2 separate regions of the Mus musculus genome follow, and region 1 is linked to region 2. Evidence: chromatin contacts called from public Hi-C data. All regions are on one chromosome and are shown on one strand. Each heading gives the region's core, a stretch centred on a gene start, on an enhancer-like site or on the middle of the called end of the contact. The rest is flanking DNA. Distances are from core to core; before and after follow the strand shown. Region 1 has its middle 28 kb from the start of Gm46013. Region 2 holds the start of Bnc1 (basonuclin 1).

Region 1 (5,740 bases), core at 2,125-4,624, 48 kb after region 2:
GTGTCAACTTGACACAGCTGGAGTTATCACAGAGAAAGGAGCTTCAGTTGAAGAAATGCCTTCATGAGATCCAACTGTAAGGCATTTTCTCAATTAGTGATCAAGGGGCCCCTTGTGGGTGGTGCCATCCCTGGGCTGGTAGTCTTGGGTTCTATAAGAGAGCAGGCTGAGCAAGCCAGGGGAGGCAAGCCAGTAAAGAACATCCCTCCATGGCCTCTGCATCAGCTCCTGTTCCCTGACCTGCTTGAGTTCCAGTCCTGACTTCTTTCAGTGATGAACAGCAATGTGGAAATGTAAGCTGAATAAACCCTTTCCTCCCCAACTTGCTGCTTGGTCAAGATGTTTGTGCAGGAATAGAAACCCTGACTAAGACAATTACCCTTCAGATAATTGACCTTTTTAAAAATTTCCCATTAAATGCATTTAAATTTGTAAACTTCCTTTATCCATAGTTTAGGTTGTAGCCCACATATTGTGGCATCATACACCATTAAGACATAAAATATTTAGTTATTTGCACTATGGTATTTATTTGGTGTCTGTATAATTTTGGAAGTTATATACTTTGTGGGGTAGTTTACACTTGTAATCTCAGCACTTTGGAAACTGAAGCAGGAAAATGGCTTGATCTCAAGAGTTCAATACTAGCCTTAGCCAAGTAGCAGTGGTACATGCCTTTAATCACAGCATTCCAGAGGCAGAGGCAGAGAGGCAGAGAGGCAGAGGGGCAGAGGGGCAGAGGGGCAGAGGGGCAGAGGGGCAGAGGGGCAGAGGGGCAGAGGGGCAGAGGGGCAGAGGGGCAGAGGGGCAGAGGGGCAGAGGGGCAGAGGGGCAGAGGGGCAGAGGGGCAGAGGGGCAGAGGGGCAGAGGGGCAGAGGGGCAGAGGGGCAGAGGGGCAGAGGGGCAGAGGCAGAAGAAGAAGGATGGATCTTTGTGAGTTTGAGAACAGCCTGGTTACTTAACACCTAAATATTTGAGGGTTTTATTGTTATATTTTCATAGATGTATGTTATTTTATTATAATATTAGAATATATCTTATATAATAAAGATTTTGAAATTCACTTAGATTTACTGTTTTGTTCTTATACTACAAAATCAATTTTGATAAAGTGTCCTGTGTACCCTTGAAAAGAATAGGTACTCTAGTACTGGAGAAGATGGCTCATGCCGCATGTGTGGGCCCAAATGTTGACATACATCACTCATGTAAAGTTGGATGCAGTAGCACGTGTCTGTAATCCCAGGGTCTCTATGGCAAGATGGAGGAGGAGACAGAGAATCCCTGAAAGCTTACAGGCCAGCTACCCTAGTGTATGCAGTGGAAAACAAGACACCCTGTCTTTATCAAGGCGGAAGGAGTGAACTGGCAGTGGATGGTATCCTCTGACCTCCTCATGTGCAGGAGAACACATATGTGCCTATATTCACACACAGATATTCTTCAGGTGAGCCACCTGGGGTCAACGTCTTCTTAATCTTGTGCATTTTAACTTCTCAAATATGTCCTTAAAGAGATGAGAAAGGCATCTCTTAAAAGGTTTTTTATTTCCCACAAAGGAGGCTAGCTTATTGTCCATAGATGCTAAGACTGACTAGAGAACCAGGGTAAGTAAGTACCAGAGCAGGGAGGGCTTTCAAGCAAGAGCTGTTTAGGAAGCAGTCTAAGGAGTTAAACTTCAGAAGTGTGAGACTGCACATTTGTGTGTGTGTGTGTGTGTGTGTGTGTGTGTGTGTGTGTGTGTGTTGTGCACTTGTGTCCTCAGATCATGTGTCTTCAGATCTTTCCAATCCACTGCTTACTGCTGGTCCACTTAGTCCCTCAGTCACTGCTCTGAGCAGTGTGTTAGTATTTCTTACTATGACACAATCCTAAGCTTTGTGAGTGGCCTCCTATTTCCAAGCTTCTCCCTTGCTCCTAGAGTCACTGACTCAGGGGTTCAAATGAAATTCTCGGTGTATCACTCATCTTCTGCATTGGTGTCGACATGTTCCTTCTCCCTGGGCCTGACCGACTGCTACCTGCTACTGAGTGGCCCTTCGATGCCTTCTGTTGCAGTGGGCTTCTCCAGGGTCACCTCCCGAGGCCTGCCCGCCTGCACTGCAGGAGCTGAACTCCACAGCCTGCTGCCTGCAACAACTCTTGCTCACCCCCTGGGATTGACTTATCCTGGTTCTCTAGTAGATCTTAGTATCTGTTGGCAATAAGCTAGCCTGCTCTTGTTGGAAGTGGAAACCTTTAATAGACTCCTTTTTCATCTCTTTAAGGACATACATGAGAATTCAAAATTAGGATGTTGACCAAGAGAGGCCTTCCGCAGGTGGTTCATCTAAGCCCCTAAGCTGTGTGTTAGGTTCATTGATAGCTTGTTTAGTGACCACTTCCTTTAGTGTCTCCCCTCCCCAGCTGCATCACATAACCAACAATAATAAAGAAAAAGCATCTAATTACCCATAACTCTTTCTTCAAAATAAAAGTGCACTTTATTTTTTTTTCACTTTTGAGTATGTATTCTTCAAAGATTTGTTTTTATTTATATGTGTTTTTATTTATGCCATTGGGGTTGTCTGTGTACTGTGTGCCTGCCTGGTGCTCAAGGGATCCAGAAAAGACCGCCAGGTCACCCAAAACAGATGATTGTGAGCAGTCATGCAGGTGCTGGGAAGTGTACCATGCAGGAATAACAGAAGCTCTTAACTGCCGGGTCATCTCTCCATCCCCTGAAGTAACTGCTTTCTATGCCAATCTACCTGTGATATGATAGCCTGTGTGTACTTTACTCTCAACATCACTCCATAAGAATATCCCATCAGCCTTTGCAATTTATAATTTTATAATTTATATTTCTGTACTACATAGCCTGGCACATATTGTATACTTGTTTTCAAACAGATTCTCTGAATAAATTGCCAATGTGTTGACTTTTTTTTTTTATTGACCATCTTTATTTTTGGAATTGGGTCTTGAAAAAGACTTTCTTGAGAAAAGAAATCTATTCGACTCCTCAGAGTTTTTAAAAATGCAGTTAAGCTGGGTGGTGGTGGTGCACGCCTTTAATCCTAGTACTTGGGAGGGAGAGGCAGGTGGATTTCTGAGTTCAAGGCCAGCCTGGTCTACAGAGTGAGTTCCAGAACAGCCAGAGCTACACAGAGAAACCCTGTCTCATAAACAAACAAACAAACAAACAAACAAAAACGCAGTTAAACCTGTCCATTTTTTTCTCCACTTGAGATTTCTCCTTCATCGAGAAGGCAAAGCAGAGTCTTCGATGCAGTTGTATTTAAGAATTCCCATGGAGGAAGCCTATGATCACCACATAAGCATGCCAAGTGTGACAGAGAGGAAACAGGGCTGGGAGGAAATGAGGACAAGGAAAGTCACTCTTTTGCCCTCAGATGGCTTGACCTCTCTAGGGAGTGATGAGTCTTGCGTGTGAGTACCTCGTATTAATCCAGCTTGATGAGAGTCATACCAGGCGCGTTAGAAAGGCACTGGGAAACAGAGTGGAGGGAAAACCTTTGGGGGAAATGAAACATAGTCATCCCTTGGTATTTGTGAGGTGCTCCGCCCATGGTTCCACTGATACCTGAACATCTGATGCGTAATTCCAAGGTGTAGAATGGCACAGTGTTTGCATCTAACCGATATATATTCTCCTACATTAATTTTATTTTTATTTTTTATTTTTTATTTTTTATTTTTTTATTATTTGAGTGTTTTCCCATGGGCTTTAATATAGTTTCTAGGTCACTCATTATACACTATATAATCAAATGTAAGTACTAGATAGTTGTGTGTTGCTTAGGCAATACATAGGAAAGAGTCTGTGCGTATTCAGTACAGGTGTGATTTAAAACATTTTCTGTGGCTGGAGAGGTGACCAAGCTGATAAGTGCTTACTGCTCTCTCAGAGGACCAAGGTTCAGTTCCTGATACCCGTGTGGCAGCTTACCATTCCTGTTCTAGGGGATCCTAAACCCTCTTATGGACCCTTCACACTGGGGGACGGGGGTGGGGTGGGGGATGGAGAATAACAAATTGATTTTGAGCTGGCTCAAAATCCTTAATCTCAGCACTCAGGAAGCAGAGGTAGGTGGACCTCTGAGTTTGTGGCCAGCCTGATCTATAGAGGGAGTTTCAGGGTAGCCAGAGCTACACAGAGAAACCTGTCTTAAGAAAAAAAAAATTGATTTTGCTGAGAAGTTGAGCAGGAAGGGACTCTGCAATAAAGGGGACATTTCTAGATAATTTTACGTGGACGGAAAAATCATGTGCCCAGGGGTGGAAAACTGTGAGTGCATCCGGTGGTCCACAAGCAGCAAGGGAGGGAGCTGGGTGTGAGGACCCCGGAGCAAAGGTGACCTAGAGGGAGGTTGAAATCTAGCTGTGAGGTCCAATAAAGATTCTCCTTCCCCGGTACTGATGTTACAAGGCACTGACAGAGGCTAGGCATGCCTGTTTGCTGAAGACGTTTGGATTCTCGTCTGGATTAATCCGGCTGACAATAGAGCAACTGGCAAATATTATGCAGGGAACTGACTTCCCATTCTAGCCCAGACCTTTTCCTCTCCTTGGAAAACCATTCTTAACATTTCCTTTGCAATTTGGACTCCTTGAAAATAAATATTTACATTGTGCTTAAGTTGGCACAGAGAACCATGGACATTTTCATCAGGCAGCTGATGCGAGCTTCTGAATATGTCTTTATTAAAAAGAACTGAAATTAAATATTAACACCGAGCCGTTTGCGCAGGTTGTGGGTGGCTACCTGAAGAGCTCAAACATCAGCCTCACCTATTCCCACGGGGTGGAGTCACTCACGTGGAAATCACTGATCACTGTTATCCCCGTTAGAAACTCTTAGAGCTATGATAAAACAGGATCATTTATTTCTTTGTGGGGAAATTAAGTAAAATTAACCTCTGTTTTGTTGTTGTTTTTTAACATCCAGGTCATTCTCCTTCTCAGTCTTGCCCCTCTCCCCTTGGTCCTGTCCTATGTGTTTTCACTCTTCCTTCCTGTGTCCAAAGCAGACATCGCCAGTCGACCCTCAGTACTTTCCAGTTGAGCCACAGTGTCGACATAGACGGGTTTCATGCCTGAAATCCTAGCTATCACAATCTACATTTGTGACTACATTTGTGAGATGAAACCATTCTCTACCCTAGCATGGGCTCTGCACTCTCTTAAGTTCTCCCCAGATGTTAGAAACCTTACACTTCAAATAGAACTCTCCAGTTCTGTGTCAGTCATACATTTCTTCCCAGTCTTTGACCATAATTACAGAAAACTCATTTTCTGCTTCAGTTTTAGTGATAGAAAACTCACCCCCCTTTTAAAATATTTCTTTATTTACTTTACGTATGTGAGTACACTGTTGCTCTCTTCAGACACACCAGATGAGAACATCAGATCTCATCACAGATGGTTGTGAGCCACCATGTGGTTGCTGGGAATTGAACTCATGGCCTCTGGAAGAGCATCCAGTGCTTGAGCCATCTCTCCAGCCTGATAGAAGACTCTCTTAATGACTTCACAACAGAACCAAGACTGACAGAGAGTCCAGGTTTGGATGTCCTTTATAAGTACTGAATCACTTGCATATCTGAGGAGACAAATTCTGAGAACGAACTTGAACAAACTAGCCCCTTTCCCTAAAGAGCTGAAATTTCATGAAAAAAAATTTCAATATAAACGATGGTAAAGATTTGGCTTTAAAATGGCCACAACCTCCTGATTC
Region 2 (5,914 bases), core at 2,124-4,623:
AATTAGAGTTCCCCTAAGGTAAGCATTCTGCTCTACACAGGTCTGCTCCAGCCCAGCTTTTACATCTTATTTTCCCAACCTCTCCCTTCCTTTACATTAGTGGAGAGAAATGGGGATCGCCTCTAAGCTAGAGCCCTTTTACAATTGGTTAGGTTGATTTATAATAAACGGCCCGTGTGTGGACAGGAACCGAGAGAGCTTTTTTTCCAAGTAACTATGTATGGCTGAGGAGGCCCCAAACTGGACTCTGGAGAAACAGGGCTGCTTTGTGTTTGGACTCAGCTTCCTTGGCTAAAAGAGGCATACGGGTGGATATAGAGAGCGGGAGTGCCACACTGCAATCTTGGAAACTCCAGAAGGAGGGAGAAAAGACTTCAAAGGATGATGAGATAAGAAAGAAGGGTTTCTGCTAGAAACCAACTAACAAGGGAGGAGGGTCCCAGCACTTCCTGACGCTGCTTCTGTGCCACCCCCAGTTATCTTGAACATCCCACAAAAAAGTCACCAACAGTAGACAAGCAGTCATGATCTTTACTGACATACAATAAGGGAAAGGACAAAAAGAGCCTATGACTTCCTAAACCTTGATCTTAGCAAAGCCAGAGCCACGTCAGATCATCAGATTGGAGAACCTGGGGGAATGGCATTTCTAGTTTCTTTCTAACCAGACTGTGTCTGACAAAAGTAACTACCTCACTCTAAGTGACATCTGTAGAGGAGAAAATCCACCCTGGGGTGAAGCACACTCCTCCTGCAAGTAATTTACCTTGCAAGCCTTCAGGGCAACTCCTCTTAATGGCCACCGTCAAAATAACTTCCAAAGCCATATACAGAAGCTCAAAGACATTTCTGGCCCCTTGGTACTGCAGTTTCATTTTACTAACAAAGTTTTAAAACGTTCCCTCACATTTCTTGGCATCCCGAAGTGACAAGTGTGTGCTTAAGAGACAATTATTTGTTGTGTGAGGAAAACTAGATGGCTTTTTCTCACCACAGGGCAGGGTCACTTTTCCAAGCTGATGATCTGAGGTATAAAATATGAGTATGGGCCTGGGATACAGGTCTAACTTCTTCTAGGGGAAAGGTCATAAAAACCAAATCATCCTCTGTATAAACCATATATTTCTAAGGCAATGGATTTATGTGAGCTAAGATTTCTTATGTGAATTCCAACCCAGGTGCACAGATCACTGGATCACTGGTGTGTGTGTGTGTGTGTGTATCCTAGGAAATATTCATGGGCAGGTTATTCAAACTAGTAACCATTTTCTCTGTGACAGACAGAGCTCCAGGGAATCCTTACCAGTCTGCATGGGTGGACATGAGAGTACAAATTAAGTTATGCAGCTGTCTGAACACAATCTGAGTTCTCAAACTCTGAGGAGCTCACACCTTAAAAGAGTCCATCAAAGTGTCTGAGGATTCAGCTACAACAGAACACAGTCAACACCTGAGTGGAGACAGTTACAGTTTCTGTAAAACTGAAGTTTGTGAACTTGCAACAATAAATAAGATAATGAGTCATATTTTTTAACTATCTGAAAGTATGCTAAAAAGAACAGTTATTAAAATTCTCCAGAGAAAGAAGGGCAGCTGTCTGTATCTATTTTAAAAGAAAAATAAAATACAGCACAAATTGTAACACTTGAAGTAATGTGCAAAATTACACTTTGATGCATACAATTTTAAGAAAGGTATAATAATATGCATCAACAAATTTGGGGAGGGGCGAATGAGAAAGTTACATGTTTCACTACTTAACAAAAGTTTTAACGCACAAACATCAATTTGTAAACTAAACCTCTGTTAAATTCGAAAAGATCCCATGAAATCTAACAGCACAGTGAAGACAACGAGCAAGTAAAAACAGACTGCCAAAAAAGATTTGCCAAAATGCTGTTTTTCAGTTCACCTATACTGTCACACCAAAATCTTGTTGCTTTAATAAGAAAAATTTACTTCTTATTGTTGATATATCTGTTCTGTGTTTCCATGCAGTAACAGGTTCTCTCTCTCTCTCTCTCTCTCTCTCTCTCTCTCTCTCTCTCTCTCTCTCTCTCTCTCTCTCTCTCTCTCACACACACACTCTGACAGGGATTCCCAGGACACCAGTGGGGCCTCTTTCAAGCCCCTTAAGTGTTAACAGCAGAGGCCTGGCTGTGACCAGGCGTCTGGCCCGATTTAAATGCCCTCATCTTCAGAGGTCTGCGGTGAGCCTAGCCATAAAACTAGGGGACATTACCGAACCCCAGAGTGTCTGATCTTCCCCCCCCCCCCCGCACTGCATACAACTTCACTCATACAATTAAGGCTGCTAGTTGGCATTCCATTTAACTGTCAAACTCAGGCTGGTGGCAGCCCCACAGCCACAAAGAGATGCCTTAAACGAGAAGAACATGTTTCTACACCGCATTTGAGAAAGTTTGGCTCCGAGCTATGTACTGATTGATATCAGATCTCTCTCACTTGCCTCTCCAATCTTGTCACATCTGGCTGACAAATCCCCAGGAGTTTATCCGAAGTCGTGAGGCCAGTAGGGTTAAGGGGCTCCCCTGGGGAAGCAGCGCCCGTGGACAGCGGACACCCGAAGCGGATGCTGGGGTACGCCCGGCTGGAACCCCGCTGCGGGGTGGACAGTCACTGGGCCACTAAGCACCTCACCTCTGCATTGCCAGGATCCCTTCCTGTCACTCTCAGGTAAACCATCTCCAAAGAGACTGGACCTTGGCCCTCTGGCTTCCCCATCAGCATCCGGATGCGCTCCTCCAAGTCCCTGAGCGACCGGAGGGCACGAACACCCCTCACTGTCCCACGCTCGACAAGCCAGGCGGAACGCCGGCAAACCAACGCACTCCTTCAGCGCGGTTCAACTGCGAGCATCCGTCCTCTTCAGACACGTCTAACTAAGCTGACGGTTTGCGGCGCTTTTGGTCTTTTGTCTCTTCCCTTTTAAAAAAGCAAGGATTTGTCCCTCAGGGGACCGGCGCCCCCTCCACGCCCCTCGGGCGTCTCCGCGACTCTCCTCCCGGGATGACCGAAGGTCACGGCTTGAAATACCAGACAGATGGACGTCCCTGCGCCAACAGCGGTTGGACAGGGGCTCTGGGGTGTAAGAGAAACGGGGCGCCGCTCACGGGTCACCTCGCTGCGACCGGGCACAGGCTGCGAGGAACTGCAGTTCGGCCTCCCGGGACGCACACACGGCGCCGACGACGAGCAGGTGGCCCTCGTAGGGCGGCCCCGCGCCCGTCGCCCGCGCGACCGCTTACCTCAGCCATCCTGCAGCCGCTGCGGAGCCGGCCTTCCCGGCGCGCGTCCCCTGCCCGGGCCGCTCCGCGTCCGCCCCGGCTCGGCGACCGCCGCATCCACGCTCTGGCCGTCTGGGCCACCCCCGCCCCCCCTGCGCAGGAGAAGTGGGCGGCTCCCCGCGGCGCCGGGTGACCGCGCCGGCCCTTGCGCCCCTCGTGCACCCTCGCGTCCGCCCCGCGCCCCGGGGTCCGCCCCTCCGCTCGCCCCGCCCCGCGCCCCTACTCCGGCCGCCGGGGGCTGCGGGCGACGCTCGAGGGGGTGTGGGGAGGCCACGCAGAGTCGCCTCGGTTGAGGCCAGGCCGCGGCCCCCCGCGCACAGCGGAGACCTCGGCGGCCGCGGGCGCGGAGGTGTCTGCCCCCGGCGGGCTTGAAGGCACTTGTTGAGAAGGAGACAGACGTGTCGGTGTTTGCCTCTCCCCGGCGAGGGCGAAACGCTCTCTGAAGTTCCCTGGCTCTGCTCTCTCGGGCTGATGCAGCCTCCCTCGCCTCCCCCGGAGGCGCCTCGGGTCCCGGTGTGGACCAGGCAGAAGGCTGCACTGCCCCCGCCCCCACCGGGAACTTTTTATTTCCACAGATGTGGGGACTTGGGTCGGGTCGTGGAGGCTTGATTGGGAACTCAAACACCCCGGTCTCTTGTGTGCTCTGTGTTAAAGTCCCGGTGTTACCGCTTGCCTGGGACAGGTGACTTCGCTCTCAGAGTTGGAAAGCGGGATTAGACTTAACTAGGTTCTAAGGAGACACGGAGATGAAGTGATAAATCAAACAAGAGTTTCGTCCCCTGGGAGCCGATGGGGAGGGGCTCGCCAGGAGAACCTGCTTTCCGGGGCCTGAGGACAAAGAAAAAGAATCCTTCGGCCCTAAGAACAGGGGAAGATTGTCCACAGCTGGTGTGAAACAGAACCAGGTTTTACTATATAGCTCTTGGGCAGGGCGGGACCTGAGACCTGAAGAGAGGCCAAAGTGTTTGGCTTTTTGGGTCTGTCCTTTTTAGAAGTAAGAGAGCCTAGACTTGGAGTGGCAGGTCCTGTTTCTTTTTTTTTTTTTTTTTTTTCTTTTTTTTTCCCCCAATTTGTTGCACCTGCTTCGCTGCTGGTGGGCGTCCTTGAAAAGGGAACACAGTCCTGCACAAATCAGAGATGCCGGGACAAAGAAAGAGTTGCAAACAGAAGACAGGATGCCAGTTACCCCACGTGCTGACAACAGGCTTCAGAGGGGGGAAAGGTGAGAACAGGACACATGACAGAAAAAAAAGTGTGGGCATCTGTGCTGCACGGGGTCCGGAAACTGGACACCTGGATTTCCCCCAGGTGCCTGTTCTGGGTCTACCTGGTGGTACTTTTCCTTGCAGGCATGAAGTTGCCTAGCCATTGCGATAACATTGACCTGGAGATGCGCATTAATATTGCCACATGGCAAACTTCATTATGAAGCCTTGTTTTATTAATGACCAAGCTAAACTGGTTGGTTACCTTCTGTTTGCTCTTTCCCAAACAGCTACAGTCCACCACACCACCCAACGTTTTAGGCCTTTCTTCTGGTCCTTTCTTTTGTGGCTATTGTTTCAAGGTGTTCTCTTCAGAGAGGATTGTGTCCCTGGCTCAGAAGCCTTCCCTGACCCACCAGGCCTCCACTCCACATATTTCTGCACCCTTCACTTGTTTCTGCCTCCCTCCATGCTTACTGCATTTTGAAGCCTAGAGGTGTTTCCTTGTCCTAATTTCTTGGCCATTGCACATCTTAGTGGATTCTGTGCAATGAGTTGCTGTAGCTGACAGGACACTTGCTTAGGAGTTAGAGTGACCTGGGCTTGTTCTCAACAAGTGGAAACTGCTGGAGGAAGCTAGCCAATTCGGTCTCCCTTTTCTGATCTGTAAAAGTGGACCTGAAACCACCTCTAAATTCAGGCTGGCAAGCTAAATAAAATAATCTCTCTTACTACATGTAGAGCTTATTTTTATTAACTAAATTAATTAACTAACTCTTGTAGAAGTTTAGAACATTTATATTTCCTTGTTATACATGCACCAAAATGTCTAAATCCCAGTAAATGGTCCATTTAAATATTCTAAATGTTTTTCAAAGTTTGTGTTCATTGCAAATGATTTAGTAAAGCCTTCCACCAGTGACAGATACTGGAGTCAACGTGTTAACTTTATTCCTGCTTACAAACACAGGGACGATTTGGGATGGGTTTGAACACATGAAAACAGGCTGCCTCTCTCAAAATGTATTACATTTTACCTACAGGGAATGAATAGGTCTAGATGAAAATTACTAATCAATCTCCCGAAGGTTCTTTTAGAATAACATATCTTACAATACAACGTGGCTTCTGAAATCGCTCTTAGCACACTCTACTGAGCTAATGGGCTGGCTTCTCTCTACCACCTCTTGGAAACAGATACTCAGAAACAGGGAGAAAGAAGCCACTTGTGGCTAGAGGAAGGCATGTGGTGCAGGCTGGGTGAAGATGGCACAGACCATGCTTCCCTTTTCATTTTCTCATCAGCAGAGGGATCTGGCACAGCTCGCCCCCTCTCTCGACCTCAGCCATCCTCATCTGGCAAATGAGTGTGTCTATCCCTGGCCCTTCACATTGCTCTCT

What was found. A called contact is a pair of places that touch in the nucleus more often than the background predicts.
Region 1: a contact with region 2 is called in a Hi-C map of morula, with 1.6 times the contacts expected there. The contact joins the enhancer-like site here to the promoter of Bnc1 in region 2. A contact is called at or near these places in 3 of 39 promoter capture datasets (frontonasal cranial neural crest, macrophages and pre-B cells), 4 of 484 Hi-C or Micro-C datasets (B cells, morula, nephron progenitors and 1 more), 1 of 115 datasets of contacts at active chromatin or transcription factors (forebrain) and 1 of 9 other capture datasets (adipose tissue).

What each region holds. Positions count from the first base shown.
Region 1 is chr7:82,037,262-82,043,001 of GRCm38.p6, forward strand. No RefSeq gene overlaps it. Among named protein-coding and RNA genes, the nearest start is that of Gm46013, 28 kb to the left of the region's middle. Within about 2 kb of position 3,375, at least 3 of the 459 cell types and tissues checked have an H3K27ac peak or open chromatin away from gene starts, as enhancers often do. A contact at or near this core is called in morula, where this site is marked.
Region 2 is chr7:81,988,926-81,994,839 of GRCm38.p6, forward strand. It overlaps Bnc1 (basonuclin 1), which reads right to left and starts at 3,374. Exons shown (of 5, transcript NM_007562.2): 1 at 3,270-3,374. The coding sequence starts at 3,365.